Linked DNA regions of Macaca mulatta: region 2 is linked to region 1. Evidence: chromatin contacts called from public Hi-C data. All regions are on one chromosome and are shown on one strand. Each heading gives the region's core, a stretch centred on a gene start, on an enhancer-like site or on the middle of the called end of the contact. The rest is flanking DNA. Distances are from core to core; before and after follow the strand shown.

Region 1 (7,723 bases), core at 2,914-5,413:
CTCAGTGACCCCCCCTTGTGTACCCTTGAACAGGGCTGGACTAGGGTGAGGCAAGTGTCTTAAGGCACATGTTCCACTGAGGCACATGTCTTAAGGAGGCACTCCCTCTCCAGGCCCTGTAAATGCAGGGCTAGCACCTAAGGGAGTGCCTTCTCCCCTCACTCTTATCCTTGGCCTGCCCTCATCTTGCCTGAGAGCTGTCCCCGGCCTCAGATAGCTCCAGTCACTCCCATAACCTGTTGATTTGCCTCAGAGTCCCCCCATCACCTCACTGTCATCCTCACTACTCACTTGGTCGGTACTGACTATATCTTAGGTGGAACAGCAGGAGGCAGGGACCTCACGCCTTCTGCCAAGAGCAGTACTTGTGTTATTCAGACACAAAGCTAGGTTCTATTCAGACATGGAGTGCTGAATAATACCTGAGGAGTGAGTAAATACCTGTGTCTCCCAAAATCTTCTTCCTGGGGCCTGCCTGAATTCTTTCCCCTAGACACGGCTGGCTCCAGTGGGCACTTCTGGGTTGCTTGCTTTACCTCAAGCCCCTTTACTCAGGCCCCTGGCCTGAGCGTGAGTTTGCACAATTGGTGTGTGCTTGCTCTCACGTCTTCTAGTTCTAAGTCCTATTTCTCTTTCCAGCCAAATGCTGAGCTCCCTGAGGGCAGGGACCAAGCCTGTCCTGGAACTCCTTATCTGCCCTGTATTATGAACCCCAAGGCCCTCTCACCCACCTCTGAAGACTGGTCAGACAAGTCCTCCTGACGCCTATTTCTTGTTGAGGAGAGGGTGATCCAGGTCATGTGTCTCTACAGTGACAGAGCTGGGTGGAAGTCAAGGTTCTCGGTCCTAGAAGCCTCTCTTTGTACATGGACTATGAGATCTCCTTATACTGGGTAATCGCATCAGGCAAATTATGAAGATTCGGCCGGGCGCAGTAGCTCACACCTGTAATCCCAGCACTTTGGGAGGCTGAGGCGGGCAGATCACTTGAGGTCAGGAGTTCGTGACCAGCCTGGCCAATATGGTGAAACCCCGACTCCACACAAAATACAAGAATTAGGCCAGGTGCGGTGGCTCATGCTTGTAATCTCAGCACTTTGGGAGGCCGAGGCCGACGGATCACCTGAGGTCAGGCATTTGAGACCAGCCTGGCCAACATGGCGAAACCCCATCTCTACTAAAAATACCACAACTGGCTGGTTGTGGTGGCGAGTGCCTGTAATCCCAGCTACTTGGGAGGCTGAGGCAGGATAATCACTTGAACCTGGGAAGCGGAGGTTGCAGTGAGCTGAGATCATACCACTGTACTCCAGCCTGGGAGACAGCAAGAGTCTGTCAAAAAAAAAAAAAAAAAAAAAATTGGCTCATGCCTATAATCCCAGCACTTTGGGAGGTCGAGGCAGGAGGATCATGAGGTCAGGAGATCGAGACCATCCTGGCTAACACGGTGAAACCCCGTCTCTACTAAAAAAAAAAAAAAATACAAAAAATTAGCCGGGCGTGGTGGCGGGTGCCTGTAGTCCCAGTTACTCAGGAGGCTGAGGCAGGAGAATGGCGTGAACCCGGGAGGCGGAGCTTGCAGTGAGCCGAGATCGTGCCACTGCACTCCAGCGTGGGCGACGGAGCGAGACTCCCATCTCAAAAAAAAAAAAATTATGAAGACACAATACTCTCTGACTCACTATTTTGTAGGTATGGGCTGGCAGAGGTTTCTCAGCCCTTCTCATGGCCCCAACTCCAATGAATGTGACAGTGCACATGTGAGTGGGCGGGAGTGTGCATGATATCTGTTGGGGGGTGTGTGTGTGTGTGGTATCTGCTATATTCGAATATGTGTGTGCCTGGGGAATTGTGTGCATGTGAGTGGTGTGTGTGAATTCTGTTGGATATGAGTGTAGGTTTATGGAGGTGTTGGCGGGTGTGTGTGTCTGCTGAGTGTTGGTGTGTATGTATTTTCTCCTGGGCTGTGTCTGCATTTTTGTAGTGTTTGCTAAGGGTGAGGGTAAGTGGTATCTGTGGGGCATGTCTGCAGAGTGTTTGTGGTGGTGGCTGCGATGTATGCATGCAACGTCTGCTCTGTGTGCATGTATGGGGCTGGGGTGCCTGCAGGCTGCATCATAATGCCATAAAATGCCTGGTGAAATCCCCCTACCAGTGACTCTGTGCTGGCAGAGGCTGCCCCTTAGAGGCAAGTAGGGAAGGTCTGGGAAGTCCACTGTCTCAGGACGTCAGGAAGCTGAGGGACCACAGTAATTGCTATGCCCGGGGGCATGGAGACCCAGGCAGGGACAGGTGCTGGCTACAATAGGTAGACAAAGGCCAGTGCCTGGAAGCCTCCAATCCTGTTGAATACAGATGGCAAGGCTGCATGCACAACACAGATCCCAGGCAGGGGATAAGGATGGACATGTCAAGTCTGGGTCTCAATCCTGACAACATATTCAGGCTCAGGACAGTTCAGAAGGAGAGGAGCCCTGGGGGAAGGCTGAACTCAGATGGTTGGGGTAGGTGGGGAAAAGAAGTGAGCTGGTCAGGCTACTCCATATGGCACCCTGCTGGACAGAGGCAGCTCCATGCCAGGGCACAGGACTTGGTGAGGGGAACAGGAGCTGGACCTCAGTCCTGTTGCCCCCCTGGCTGGGTGCCCTCTTACAGGGGCCCAACTGTACATGGTGACCCTGGATATTGGCCTGGGAACCTGTGATCTTCTACTATATCTGGGGCTGGCAGAGGACTGGGGGGCTGAGAAGGAGACATGGTCCCACGACTTGGAGGAGAGAGAAGGCTTGACCAGAAGGGACTGGCTGTGCAGCAGGATAGCTGGAGGCCTGTTGGCTGGGCATCCTGTCTCCTGGGTCCTGGACTGGTCTTGACAGCAAAGTCAGGGCAGATGGCACCAGCAAGCCACAACCTTCCTGCTCCACAGAGTGCTAGAATGGCCACTCATCAGTTACAGCAGGACTATAATGATGACCAAGAAGATAAGACAAAACAGAAGAGGGCGGGTAGACCAGAAAGAGTGTTCAGAAAGAAGCTTGAAAGAGGAGAAGAGAGAAGCTCCCGAGTAGCAGCAGCAACGTACCAGCTAGATTCGTAACCTCCAACTACTACTTTCTGGCTTCAGTTTTGTCACCTAAGAGGGTTGGAATAAAATGAATTTAAGTCTCTTTTACCTTTGACTAGGACAGACCCAGGCTGGCCTTTCACCAGCTCCTGTCCCCATTCCCAAGGGAAGCTGGGTGGGGGGGTAGAGGGTGTGGACAACTCAGTGTGGTCCATCCTCAGACCAAAAACCCAGCTCGGGGCCGACACATTACTCTCTGAAACACCATGCTCAGGTGTGAACAAAGATGCTTGGTTACTGTGGACTTTTAGCTCCAAGGAGGGCTGTGTCTTTCTTAACTCAATGTCTTTCTTAACTAATCAAATTAAGAGCCTGGCTGGGCATGGTGACTCACACCTGTAATCCCAGCACTTTGGGAGGCTGATACAAGAGGATCGCTTGAGATCAGGAGTTCAAGATCAGCCTAGGCAACATAGTGAGACCCCCATCTCTTAAAAAAAAAAATAGGAGCCCGCATCTTTAGATTCCCAGGGCTGAGATTCTGGGAAACTCAGCCAAAACTCCAGAGCTGATGCAAGTAGCAAAGGACCTTTTTTTTTTTTGGTCACTAGGGCCTGGAGGACAGACAAGGGCAAAAGGCAGAGAATTCCAGCCTTTACAGGTCACAGAGAAAGTGGAGGAGGAGGAGGTAGCTGATGCCTCCACACCCAGAAGGGAGGGGGAAGTGATGAGCAAGATTTTTCACCCTTTCGGTAAAACAAAAAAAATCATTTCTCCTATTTCCTTCTCCGAGATTAATGATAAACTGTCTATCCCCTAAAAGAAAATGATAAAGACTCTAATTTTACTTGGAGGCTTAGAAATGCCATTTCTACGCAAAACAGGGAGCCCATAATCAGACTTGAGCGGGGCAGAGCTTTGATAGAAAATGTTTTCCTCTCTCCCTCTAGTTCTTCCCCTCCTTCCCCTCGCAAACCAAGATGCCCGACAGCTAAAAACAATGCTCAATAAAGTGAAATAATATTTTAGTCAAAATAGGCTGAGACTGCTCCCAGCCAACTGTAAATTAGCATTTTGAGGGCAAATATGCAGACAATTTGAGATAATGAAGCCTGATTATTCAATCCAATGAATGTTAACTAGGGAGCAGAGGCTCCACTGCCTTATCTCACTCCCTTCGATTTATTTTTTTAATCGTTTCACATTTGAACTCTTTATTTGTTTCTGTTTTATGCGCCCCCTCCCTTCCTCGGTCACACACACACACACACACACACACACACACACACACACACCCACAGGCACAGTCTCCCTCCCTTCTCTCCTCTCCTCCATTCCTGCCCAGGCTGCAGAAGGGGACCCTTGCGGAGGCCATCAGTCTTTCCACCCAGCCTGGCCTTCGGGTTGGGGTCAGCATGCCCCATGGAGCCCCTACTGTGTGCATGGTCAACGTGCACTAAACAGATGACACACACACTGCTTCTCAGGGCTTAGAACAGGCCTGGGTGCAGGAGCTGGAGAATGGCAGGTTTATAAAGGAACATGCCCGGTGTATGTGGGGCTCGGAGAAGCGGGGATGGAAGGACAAGAAATGCCTTTCATGTCCTTCAATCCACCCTCCATGAAAGGTCCATGTGGAGCGCCCCCTGTCCCTAGGAGTCATGGAAAACTTTCTTAAATTATCCTTTGTCCCAGGCAGGACTCACTGCATAATTTGCAGGACCCAGTGCAAAATGAAATGCAGGGAAATTTGCCCAAAAATCATGGAGAATTTCGAGATAGTTGTGGCAGAACATTATGACACCAAGCAGGCCACACACCCATGCAGCTGACCTGGCTCCAGCAGCTAAGGGGCAGCCTCAAAGCCTGTTGGAGGTAACATAATGAGGCCTTCTGAAGGAGGGTTGAAGCCTTTCTCAAGTGAAGAGAGAGGTTTCTGAGACCCTGAGAAGGGTCCCAGCTGACTAGGGCTAGACGCTGGGGTTGTGGGTGCCATAGGCAGGAGCCCCAGTGCCTGAACAGCTGTCAGCATGGTGGTTTCCCCTTGGAGGTACCCATCCTTCAGCCTAGAGATGATGTTTACTTGGTGGTGGAAAAAACAGCTCCCACTTGGGTGAGGCTCCCCGCTGTTACGGTGCTTACCTGGCCTCAACCTCCTGCTTGGGTCCTGGCCCTACTTTTTCCCTCAGCAGTGTGGCCTCCCAGTCCCTGCCCTGTCCCCATGAGCTCCTGCCTGGGTCAAGCCCCTGCAGCTGCCCTTCCCTCGGGGCCCCGTTACCACCCTTTATGGTGTGTGCAGCAGGAAGTCCCCGCCTGAGCATGGCCTCCCACCTTGTCTGCCCTGTTCCTCAGCTTGCCCACTCCCCACCAGACCTCCTGCTCATCGAGTGCCCTGTTCACCACTCTCATCCTCCCGCTGCCTCTGCTCATACTGGGCCCTCACCTGGAGGGTCTTCAGCTCCCTCCTGCCTCCTATCTCCTCTCTTTCCACCCATCTCTTCACACCCAGCCAAAGAACACTGCTCTGCCTTTTGTCGGATGTGCTCTTGGGTGGGTGATTTAACCTCCTTGAGCTTTAGTTTCCCTGTGGGTAAATGGGATTGTAGTGGGGCCTGTCTTGTGAGGTGAGTGAGAAGACCAATCAAGCTGGTACAAGTAAAGCCCTGACCCCGGACTGGCCCACCTGAATGTGCATACCTGTTAGCTTGTGCTCTGGGAAGCCTCCGGGAAGCTTCAGAATGCCACAGTCAGTTGGAACAGCTGCCCTCCTAGAACTTCCATAGCCTTTGGAGTCCTGGTCACACGGTGTAGCCTGCATTCTTACACTGTTTCCTCCACCTGATAGCAATTTCCCAAGAGTGGTGTGGTGGGCACTTAGGACAGGCTCCCTCAGCCTCCCATGCCACCCTCCTTTTGTCTGGAGAGGCTGGAAAATTAAGAGCTGCATCTCCCAGATTCCCTTGCAGCTAGGCTTCTGGAAGTGAATTGGGTAATACTGATCAGTTAGACTCCTGAAACTGGGAAGGTGGACATGAGACTCTTTCCTGCCCTGGGTTTCTAATGGCTAGCAAGATAGTAGAAACACGATTACCTTTTTCTGCACCAGATTACCATTGTCCATCTTCTAGCTTCTGGGTGTCAAGAGGCAAAAGCTGTTATTCTGGTTTCAGTAATGGCTTGATTCTGGCCGGCCGGCCTGCGTGCCTGCCTGCCTTCCTTCCTTCCTTCCTTCCTTTCTTTCTTCCTTCCTTCCTTCCTTCCTTCCTTCCTTCCTTCCTTCCTTCCTTCCTTCCTTCCTTCCTTCCCTCCCTCCTTCCTTCCTTCCTTCCCTTCCTGTCCCTTCCCTTCCTTCCTTTTTCTTCCCTCCCCTCCCCTCCCTTCCCCTTCCTTCCTTCCTTCCTGCCTTCCTGCCTTCTTTCCTTCCTTCCTTCCCTTTCCTTTTCCTTTCTTCTTTTCTTTTCTTTGCTTTTTTCTTGAGAGATAGAGTCTCACTCTGTCGCCCAGGCTGGAGTGCAGTGGTGCAATCATGACTCACTGCAGCCTCAATCTCCTGGGTTCAAGCGATCCTCCCAACTCAGCTTCTTAAGTAGCTGGGACTACAGGTGCCACCATGCCCAGCTAATTTTTACATTTTCTGTAGAGATGGGGTCTCAGCCTCCAACTTCAGATTACAGGTATAAGCCACTGTGTCCAGCTGATTCTGGGTTTCTTGATCTTTGTATTGCAGCTACAGTGGTTTCAAACTCAATTCAAGGGGTGGTCTCAGAGGTTGTAGTGCCACTGGGAGTTAGTTCAGAATTTTGGAATTCCTTCCTGGATGTTCAGGTTAGAACCCACCATTCTGGCTTTTCCAACAATTTCGAAAGTATCGAATTCTCTATTAAGTCTCTCTTTGGTGGCTGGGTGCAGTGGATCATGCCTGGAATCCCGCATTTTGGGAGGCTGAGGTAGGAGGATCACTTGAGCCCAGAAGTTTGAGACCAGTCTGGGCAATACAGCAAGACCCCCCATCTCTACAAAAAATAAGTTAAAAAAATTAGCAGGGGTCGGGCACGGTGGCTCACGCCTGTAATCCCAGCACTTTGGGAGGCCGAGGCGGGCAGATTGCGAGGTCAAGAGATAGAGACCATCCTGGCCAACATGGTGAAACCTCGTCTCTACTAAAAATACAAAAATTAGCTGGGCATGGTGGCACGTGCCTGTAGTCCCAGCTACTCAGGAGGCTGAGGCAGGAGAATCGCTTGAACCCTGGAGGCAGAGGTTGCAGTGAGCTAAGATCGCGCCATTGTACTCCAGCCTGGTGACAGAGCGAGACTCTGTCTCAAAAAAAAAAAAAAAAAAATTAGCGGGGTGTGGTAGTGTGGGCCTATAGTCTCAGCTTTTTTGGAGGCTGAGGTGGGAGAATGGCTTGAGTCCAGGAGATTGAGGCTGCAGTGAGCTATGATCATGCCACTGCACTCTAGCCTGTCTGAAAAAAAAAAAAAAAAATCAGCTGGGCGTGGTGGTGTGTGTCTATAGTCCCAGCTTCTTGGGAGACTGAGGTGGGAGGATGGCTTGAGCCCAGGAGATTGAGGTTGCAGTGAGCTATGATCATGCCACTGCACTCTAGCCTGTCTCAAAAAAAAAAAATCTCTCTTTGGTTAAAAATGTTCAGAGGGG
Region 2 (7,723 bases), core at 2,769-5,268, 100 kb after region 1:
CCTAGGGCTCCCCTGCTCACTGTCTTCGGTCCGGCCTCAGGACTCAGCTGTGCTGGACCAGTCAGCCAAGTACTACCACCTGACCCACGATGAGCTCATCAGCCTGCTCCTGCAGCGGGAGCGGGAGCTGAGCCAGCGGGACGAGCATGTGCAGGAGCTGGAGAGCTACATCGACCGGCTGCTGGTGCGGATCATGGAGACCTCACCCACACTGCTGCAGATCCCCCCGGGCCCCCCCAAATAGCCTTCCTCACCCCACCCCCAGGAGGGTTGGCATGGACCTGCTGCTGCCCGCCCTCCCTCCTGCTGAACTCTCTCATCTGCAGTGGGGCATCGTCTGTCTTGCCTTGTCACTCCTTGTTCCTCTCCCTCCTGCCTTGACTGGGGCTGCTGGAAGGGGGGCCCTCTGGATTCCCTTTGGAGGCATCAGGTTCTGTGCACAATTTGTGTATCTTTGGGAGCCCTGGGTCTTTCCCACCTGCCTGTTTTCATACCCCTCAGCTTTGGGGGCCCCAGGGAATTGGAACTCTTCCCCCAAGACAGAGCAGGGGTGAGCTGTAGCTTGATGCGGTAATCTGGGACAAGACTGGTTGCTAGCACATACTTTATTACCCCCCAAGGATGGTCAGCCATTTCTTCCCACAGCCAAAGCCCCATCCCCTTCACTTCCCTCCAATCCCTGGAGGGGCTTCTAGTATTCCTGGGACAGCGACCACGCTGCCTGTTTATCTGTGAGTTATGGGCAACCAGGGTGCCTGCTCTTCAGCCTCACACCCATTCTCCTGAGAGCAAGGAGCCTGTGTGGTCTGGGTCAGTCTCTGCCATGTCCTGAGTCTGTTTCAGTCTGGCGCTGTTTGTGGGGCGAGTGCCGTGTGGACAGAGGTGGATGATGTGTGTGCTTCAGGCTGCTCCCTGCCTCCTCTGACCTTTCCACAAGTGTCACATGGGAAAGTGTGGGGTGCAGGGGCGGGTGCGGGGAGAATACCTTTTTGCTTTTTGAGCTCTTGACCACCTCCAATGTGTAGACCCCTCCAGGCTGGGCCTTGGGGCTGCTTATGTTTTGGGGATCAAGCCTCCATGTCTATTCTTGTTGCCTGTCCAGATGCCAAAACTCTGTGTTACTGCAGGGTTTGAACTTTTGGAAACCAATTAAAATGTGCCTTTTGTGTGCGGGGTCAAGAGCCCCTGGATGTCGACCTCTCCCGCTGTGTGGCGTCCCCCTCCCACCTGTTGAGTACATAGGGATGGCTCTCTCAGGGCCCTGGGAATGGGAATGGGCAGCCCTACTGTGTGCTCTTCCCCTCCCCTGGAGTTAATCTCTTGATCTGGCCAAGTTGCTGCTCCCTCAAACTTCCTGCTGTCTTCTCCTCCTTCAACCCCAATAGGAGGATCCCAGGATAAACACTGCTGGGCAGGCGGGCAGGCAGGCAGGCTTGGGGCTGCCCTGCTCACTCTCATTCTGTTTGGCCTCAGGACTTAGCCATGCTAGACCAGTCAGCTTGCCTGGAAGTGGGAGGTCCCACTATGCCTGTGGGAGACACCTATACTTAGGAAAAAGCCTTTGTTGCCCTCCCATCCATCCACTAAGCTACTGTCTCAGCCTGTCCCTTCTGCCCCAGGGGCTTGCCTGCAGTGCACTTTGAAATGAAGTGTCTGTCATTTGGCCCAGCCCCTGGTTTGCTCGCAGAAAACGTGGTAGGATTCCTCAAGGCATCTGCAGGGAACTTTGGCAGCTTGGGGCACCCTGAATTAGCAAAAATGGGGGGTGACGAGGTGCTGAAGGAGGATACTTATGGCTTAGTAAGGAGGCAAGAGCTCCTCTGGGACCACCACTTCTTCAGGAGAGGGCCTGTGGGCTTGCTTTTGGAAGGCCTCAGGCAGACACGTGCCCTCTGGGTGATGTCTGTCTGCCGCCAGGATGGAGCAGAGGAGCGCTACACATGGAGGAAAGCGCCTGTAACGTTATCTACCTTAAACTCCACTCATCAAAGCTGAGAAAAGTGTCCACTGGTCCCCAGGGTTTCAGTCATGCTTTTGGGGGTCATTGGGTATTAGAGAAGTAAGTACCTTTTCTGAGAGCAGGGAGTCACCCCCCCTACTGGGGATTCCTCTGGGCTTTATTCAGTCCCAGCCCAGACCCTGACCTTTGATTGTGGGCCTCCCTAATGCCCAGGGCATGGATGGCTTCAGAGGAGTTGTTGAATTGAAGCCCAGGGTCCTTGTTGATGTTTCTTCTCCTAGCCACACTTGGAGGAGAGTTGCAGGTGGGTTGGGCAGGGAGCAGGAATGGTTCTGCTTTGCTGTTTGTCTTCCTAGTTGTAAGGCTCTTTATAAAGAGCTTGTTCTTCATGTTTTAAGCACTTTATGAAGAATAAAACATTCATGTACTGCAGGTGGCTCTGTTGTGTTCCTGTTTTGGAATGAACAGGTACAGGAGGCTGCTGTGGGAGAAGGCACCTTAAATCAGGGTGATGGGATTCTTGGATGGCCCTGTCCCTGCCCTGACATCAGGGCAGTAACACAATGTTGCCCAGTAGCCTGAACTTAGTATTTTCTGACTCCCAGGATACCCACATTTATTGTGCACCTAAGATGGGCCCATTTATTGGTAATACAGAGGGTAAGAAATAGATTCCTATTCTCAAATTGCATGGTCTAGCAGGGGAAGATAAGATACAAATCCAAGATACAAATTGTTCTTCATGGCTAGCTAAAATCTCCCTCCAGCTTTATGAAAAGTATTTCTTGTGGTTCAACTACTAGGGGATGAAAAACTTTGACTGCCACAGCCCGTGTAGTGTCCAGAAACACTGGCAGACATGAGCCAACCCTGCAGTCCACCATGAGACTAATGAGACCCCAAGTGGGGTTCCCTAGAAGACCAAATATTTCTACTGTCATCTTGGGCAAAAGAGGCAGCTTCTCCACTCCCCAAGTCTGGCTCACTGACCAGGTAATTCAGCTGGGAATCTCCAGCTAATCCATTCTACAACTGTGTGTGTTCATTATCCATGCTGGTGCTTACTCCACAATCTGTAATACTCCCCCTTACCTAACGCCCTCCCCACCCGCCCTAGTCCCAGGTTCTTCTCCTGCCCGGGAATTAGGCCCAGGAGGGATCTTCCTTGGTTGGCCAGACAAGGTGAAGGCTGTCAGGGCTCTTAATCCCCCACTGATGAACTCACAGCCAACACTTTTGAGTCTCTACTGTGAGCCCTCTTACGTCTGGCTCAGAAAACTGAAGTGAATCAAAAAGTCATAGCCCCTGCCCTGTGAACCTTACAGTAAGAAAGACTATCCAGAACAGTAAGTAATTGTGAGTGCAAAAGAGAAGTGCTGGGTGCCACGGAGCCTCCATGGGATTTTGTGGAAGCAGAGTGATGGACTGGGAAATGCAATGTTTAGGCTAAAGCCAGAAAGAGAGCCAGCATCAGGCGAAGATTTAGTCTTCTCGGTACAGAATGTTCAGGGGTCGCGGGGTGGGCAGGCCCCAGCATGCTCCAGGAACTGAGTGTCAGGACAGCGGGAGAGCACAGGACGAGTGGGCAGGGTGGCGACGGAGGAAACGACGAGAAGGTTCCGCAGTGCAACTCCTTGCAGAAAGCCTTCCGAGGTTAACCCTACTCCGCCTGGAGTCTTTGCCCATCTGGTCCCAAGTCGGGCCCACTTGAATGGGACCCTTCTGGGCTGCCTGGCCCCAGGAGCGACGCCCACGGCAGCCACTCTAACTTCTGGGGGCAAGTAAGCAGCGAGGGGTCGCCCGTGGTCGTCGTACAGGAACACCCTTCCTGGGCTGCCGACCTTGCGCCTTGCAACGCGGACAGCGGGCACCTAGACCTCCCTGGACGGCCGTAACTCTCTGCAGTCTAGCGTTGCAAGCGTCGGGACGCGAAAAACTACACTCCCCACAACCCCTTGCGCCTCCCGCTCGCTGCGGTTGCTTAGGGCCAATCGGGAGAGGCAGCTGTGGCGGGGGCCGAGGAGGGACATTTTAAAAGGGCCGGAGATTGCGGGCGTCAGTGGCCATGGCGGATACAGCGACTACAGCATCGGCGGCGGCGGCTAGTGCCGCTAACGCCTCGAGCGATGCACCTCCTTTCCAACTGGGCAAACCCCGCTTCCAGCAGGTGAGGACCGGGCTGTGGTCTGCGGGCCGGCGGGTGGCAGAGAGACGACCAGCAAACTCCCCTCCAAAGTCCCCTTCCGCCCGAGGGTCTCCCACCGGCGGCCAGCGGAGCCTGCAGCTAGCCCGGGGGGGACTTCGGCCACAGCCACCCTTTTCCCATTGGTCAGCGGGGCGGGCACGGACTCTCACCGTGGCTTCCCATTGGTCCTTGGCGCCGTCACTCCCCGGCTGTCCGCGCCCTCTAGCCTTTCCCGCCCGCGGCGCCCTGTGATTGGCCACCGCTGGCTGCGGTCAAGGTCCGGAGCGCCCGGCTTCGAGCGGCTGCTCAGGGTCGCTCCGGGTTGTGCAGCCGCCCGCCCCGGGCGCAAAGTTCTAGTCCGGCCCTGGAAGGGAAGTTGGCGTGGCCGGGATGCCTTCTAACTTTTTCCCCTGGTGGGGACTGACGTTCCTTTCGAGCTGCTGGCGGAACCGCCGGGCAGCGTCGCGCCCAGCGGTCACTCCCCAGCCCTGGCCCCCAAGCCGGGCCCGGCGCGCGCGGCAGGTTGGGGGGGCGAGTGCCGAGGCGAGCGGCGGTCTGGCGTCCCCTGTCCCTGCTCCCCTTCTTGGGTTGAGGATTCGCTGGCGCAGCAAGCCGGCCGATGCCCTGCGGGGATGTAGCCAGGGCGTGTGAGGGAAACGCTGTGTCATCCCCTGGGGCCGTCGTCCCTCCGAGGGGCTGTCGCCCAGGAACCCCCCCAGCCTCTCCCTCGCTGCTTCCTCTGCGGAGGGTCTCCCGCGCCTGGGCCCCTGCGTCGCCGGGCACTGGCTCTGGGCACACCCGCTCGGGCTCTTCGGGGCACGGCGACAGGGGTCCTTTCCCTCCGGGACCCCCGCTGGGGCGTCGCCGACTCGGCCCTGGACTGCGGAGGCAGGGGTGCAACGCGGAGCCCGGGCGCCTGGCTGGGCCCGGAGACCGGAGCCGGGGAGGGGCCGCTCCCGCGCCGCAGACCCTCGGGCTCCCGTGCCTCCTGCACCGAGGAGACGGAATTTATTGGGAAACGGGCAGAGAGACCGCTGAAGTGAACCGGGGCTTGCCGGGGGTGGGCGGCAGCCGAGGCGGCCAGAAAAGAACTTTGCAGGAAGAAAGGAAATTGTACAAAGGTCGGTGCGGTGGCTTTTTTTTTTTTTTTTTTTAATTTTTTTTGTTGTGGTGGTGGAAGGGGGATTGGTTCCAGCAAAGGGGGACCCCGAGCTTTGCTGATAATTAGGGAACTTGGCTCCTGAGCCGTCTGAAAAAAATGTCCCCAGTGTTTCTTAACAGGACTTTAATTCCTTTTAAAAGTAGGCCATCTCAGCATGTAGGTATCCGAGGTGAGACTGACATCTTCCTTCCAGTGTAGGAGGCCATCTAGGGTGAGATTGTCGGGGTGTCCCTGCTTGGACTTGAGTGACCTTATTACATTGCCTATCACCGCTCCCACCCCCATTCTGCTCATCCTTACAGGCTCAGTCGGGCCTGCCTCTCAGGCAAACACTTGCTCCCTATGTCTCTGGTCCCTTTTTCCCTCTGGTCCCATGAGATTGCAGACTCCCTCCCGCACACCTCTTTGGCCACCTGAGTCGAATCCTCATAGCTCTCCATACAGTGCCCTGTGGTCTTCTAAATGTTTGCTGTGTGATGACTTGGTTTCCTCAAATCCCCTGCAGTCCTTTTGCGAGAAGGGGCTGAACTTGGCCTTCTCTGTCTCTGTCTTGCCCTGATAGAGACAAGTTAGGCATATAGTAATGTGCCGAGTAAAAGATTTGTGTGGTTTTTTTTTTTTCCTTGGTGTCTGTTATCTGTATGTGGCACTTGGGACATTCAGTTACCCAACGGACGTTTATCAAATATGTCTTAGTAGCTTATATGACTGAGCCCTTTACTGTGAGCACTGCTCTAGAGCAATAGATAAACATTTGAGGCTACCCTATTCCTGCAGCCATTATGGTACTTCTTCCTGGCACTGCTCCTGCAGGCAGTAAAATTTAGTGTTTGTTGTATCCACTTTTGAAGCTCCCCTCCCCAGCATAGTAACCTGCATAAAGCATGTTGCATCTGATTCATCCATGTTAAGGATCTTCTCTCTAGTCCACACCTGCTCCTGCCGCATGGCTCCCTGGCTCTGCAAGCAGCCCAACTTGTCACCCAATCAGTGCAGCCAGAAGCCTGGGAGCTGCCTGTTCTTTCCTTCTTCTCCCTCACCCTTTAAGTGCAACCAGAGGCCCAGTGATCTTGCCTCTTACACAGCTCTCAAGTCCACCCATCTCTACTGCCAGAATCCTAAACCAAGCCCCCATCGTCTACTTCCTGGGTCACTGCAGTAGCGTCACAACATGTCTCCCTGCTTCCACTCTGTCCCTCTTCCAGTCCTTCCTCCTTCTGCAAGGCAGAGTCCCCACGATACAGATCTGATCAAGGGACTCCCCACACCCTTGCACATTTAAATACCCTCCAATGGCTTCCCCTGCTTCTGAGATAAAGACCTAACTTCTGAAGGGGCCCCCAAAGTATACATGGCCCACCCCACTGACTACTACTTCCTTGAATCCCACCACCCAACCACCCACACCTCGCACCCTCCTTCACATCACACTGGCTGCTTTTCAGCCTCTGAACCCACCATGTTCCCTCCCACCACTGGGCCATCTGCTTGGAACATCACCTCTTCCTCTGCCCGCAACTCTTGTTCCCACTCTTCCTCATCCCTGGTGTATCCATGAAGCATCACTTTCTTGGAGAAGCCTCCTGCCACTCCCAGGTTGAATTTTTGACTGTTTCCTTACTGCAAACACCTATCTCAGTGTATACATTGATTTGTGATGAGTATTTCTTTGCCATCTGTGTTTCCCTTTCAACTGTGGACTTTGTGGAAGTGGAGGCTGTGCCTGCCTTCACTCCCTGTTGACCCTCCAAGGCTCATCACAGTGCCTGGTAGTTAAGAGGTACTTAATGAAGGTTTGTTGTATACATGAATATCCTGGAGACAATTCAGTAGGGCTTTGTGGACTTGAATTAAATTGACTTGTAAGGTTGTGATTGGAAAGGTGGACCAACTTTTCTCCAAATTGTCCCTTAGGGATCTTATAAAATTGCAACCAAGTGGGGGCATGTTTGACAGTGTAAGATTAATCAGTGCTGAGATATTCCAGAGTTGGGGTGTCTTTAAGGAGGTGAGTCTAAAGACACAAAGATTGGCCATGTATATACTGGGTTGATGAGCTCCTTTAGGGCCCAGCCCACATCTCTGTGTCCTGCTCTGGCATGTAATAATTGTGTAATATATGCTTATAGTACCTTGTGCTGGCCTGACAGAAGCCTGCTTCAAAGTAGTTGATAATCCAGGATTCATTCCCAGCACCCATGCCAGGGACATGACTCTTATTCCCCAACAAGGTCTTTCCTTATTCCTTGGAGTCACTCTAGAACTCCTCTTTATTCCCTCAGGGGTCTCCCTGTGCAAGAGAACAGGGGGAGAAAGAGGGTGGAGGCTGTGGAGGGTCAGAGTGTGAAGAAAGGGTGATGGGTGTTGGTGGTCTGTGACCATCTTTCTCTCTGTAAGATGGTGACAATAGCCAGGC

The links. Hi-C and Micro-C count contacts between places; a contact is called where the count stands out from the background.
Region 2: a Hi-C map of fetal cortex germinal zone shows a contact between it and region 1, with 2.3 times the contacts expected there. The contact joins the promoter of SFXN5 here to the enhancer-like site in region 1. A contact is called at or near these places in 8 of 14 Hi-C or Micro-C datasets (CD4 T cells, blood, cortical neurons and 4 more).

Annotation. Positions count from the first base shown.
Region 1 is chr13:51,561,373-51,569,095 of T2T-MMU8v2.0, forward strand. No RefSeq gene overlaps it. Among named protein-coding and RNA genes, the nearest start is that of NOTO, 32 kb to the left of the region's middle. Within about 2 kb of position 4,164, at least 2 of the 40 cell types and tissues checked have an H3K27ac peak or open chromatin away from gene starts, as enhancers often do. A contact at or near this core is called in fetal cortex germinal zone, where this site is marked.
Region 2 is chr13:51,663,872-51,671,594 of T2T-MMU8v2.0, forward strand. It overlaps SFXN5 (sideroflexin 5), which reads left to right and starts at 4,019. Exons shown (of 12, transcript XM_077959379.1): 1 at 4,019-4,127. It overlaps RAB11FIP5 (RAB11 family interacting protein 5), which reads left to right. Exons shown (of 7, transcript XM_028832377.2): 7 at 41-2,392. The coding sequence ends at 244.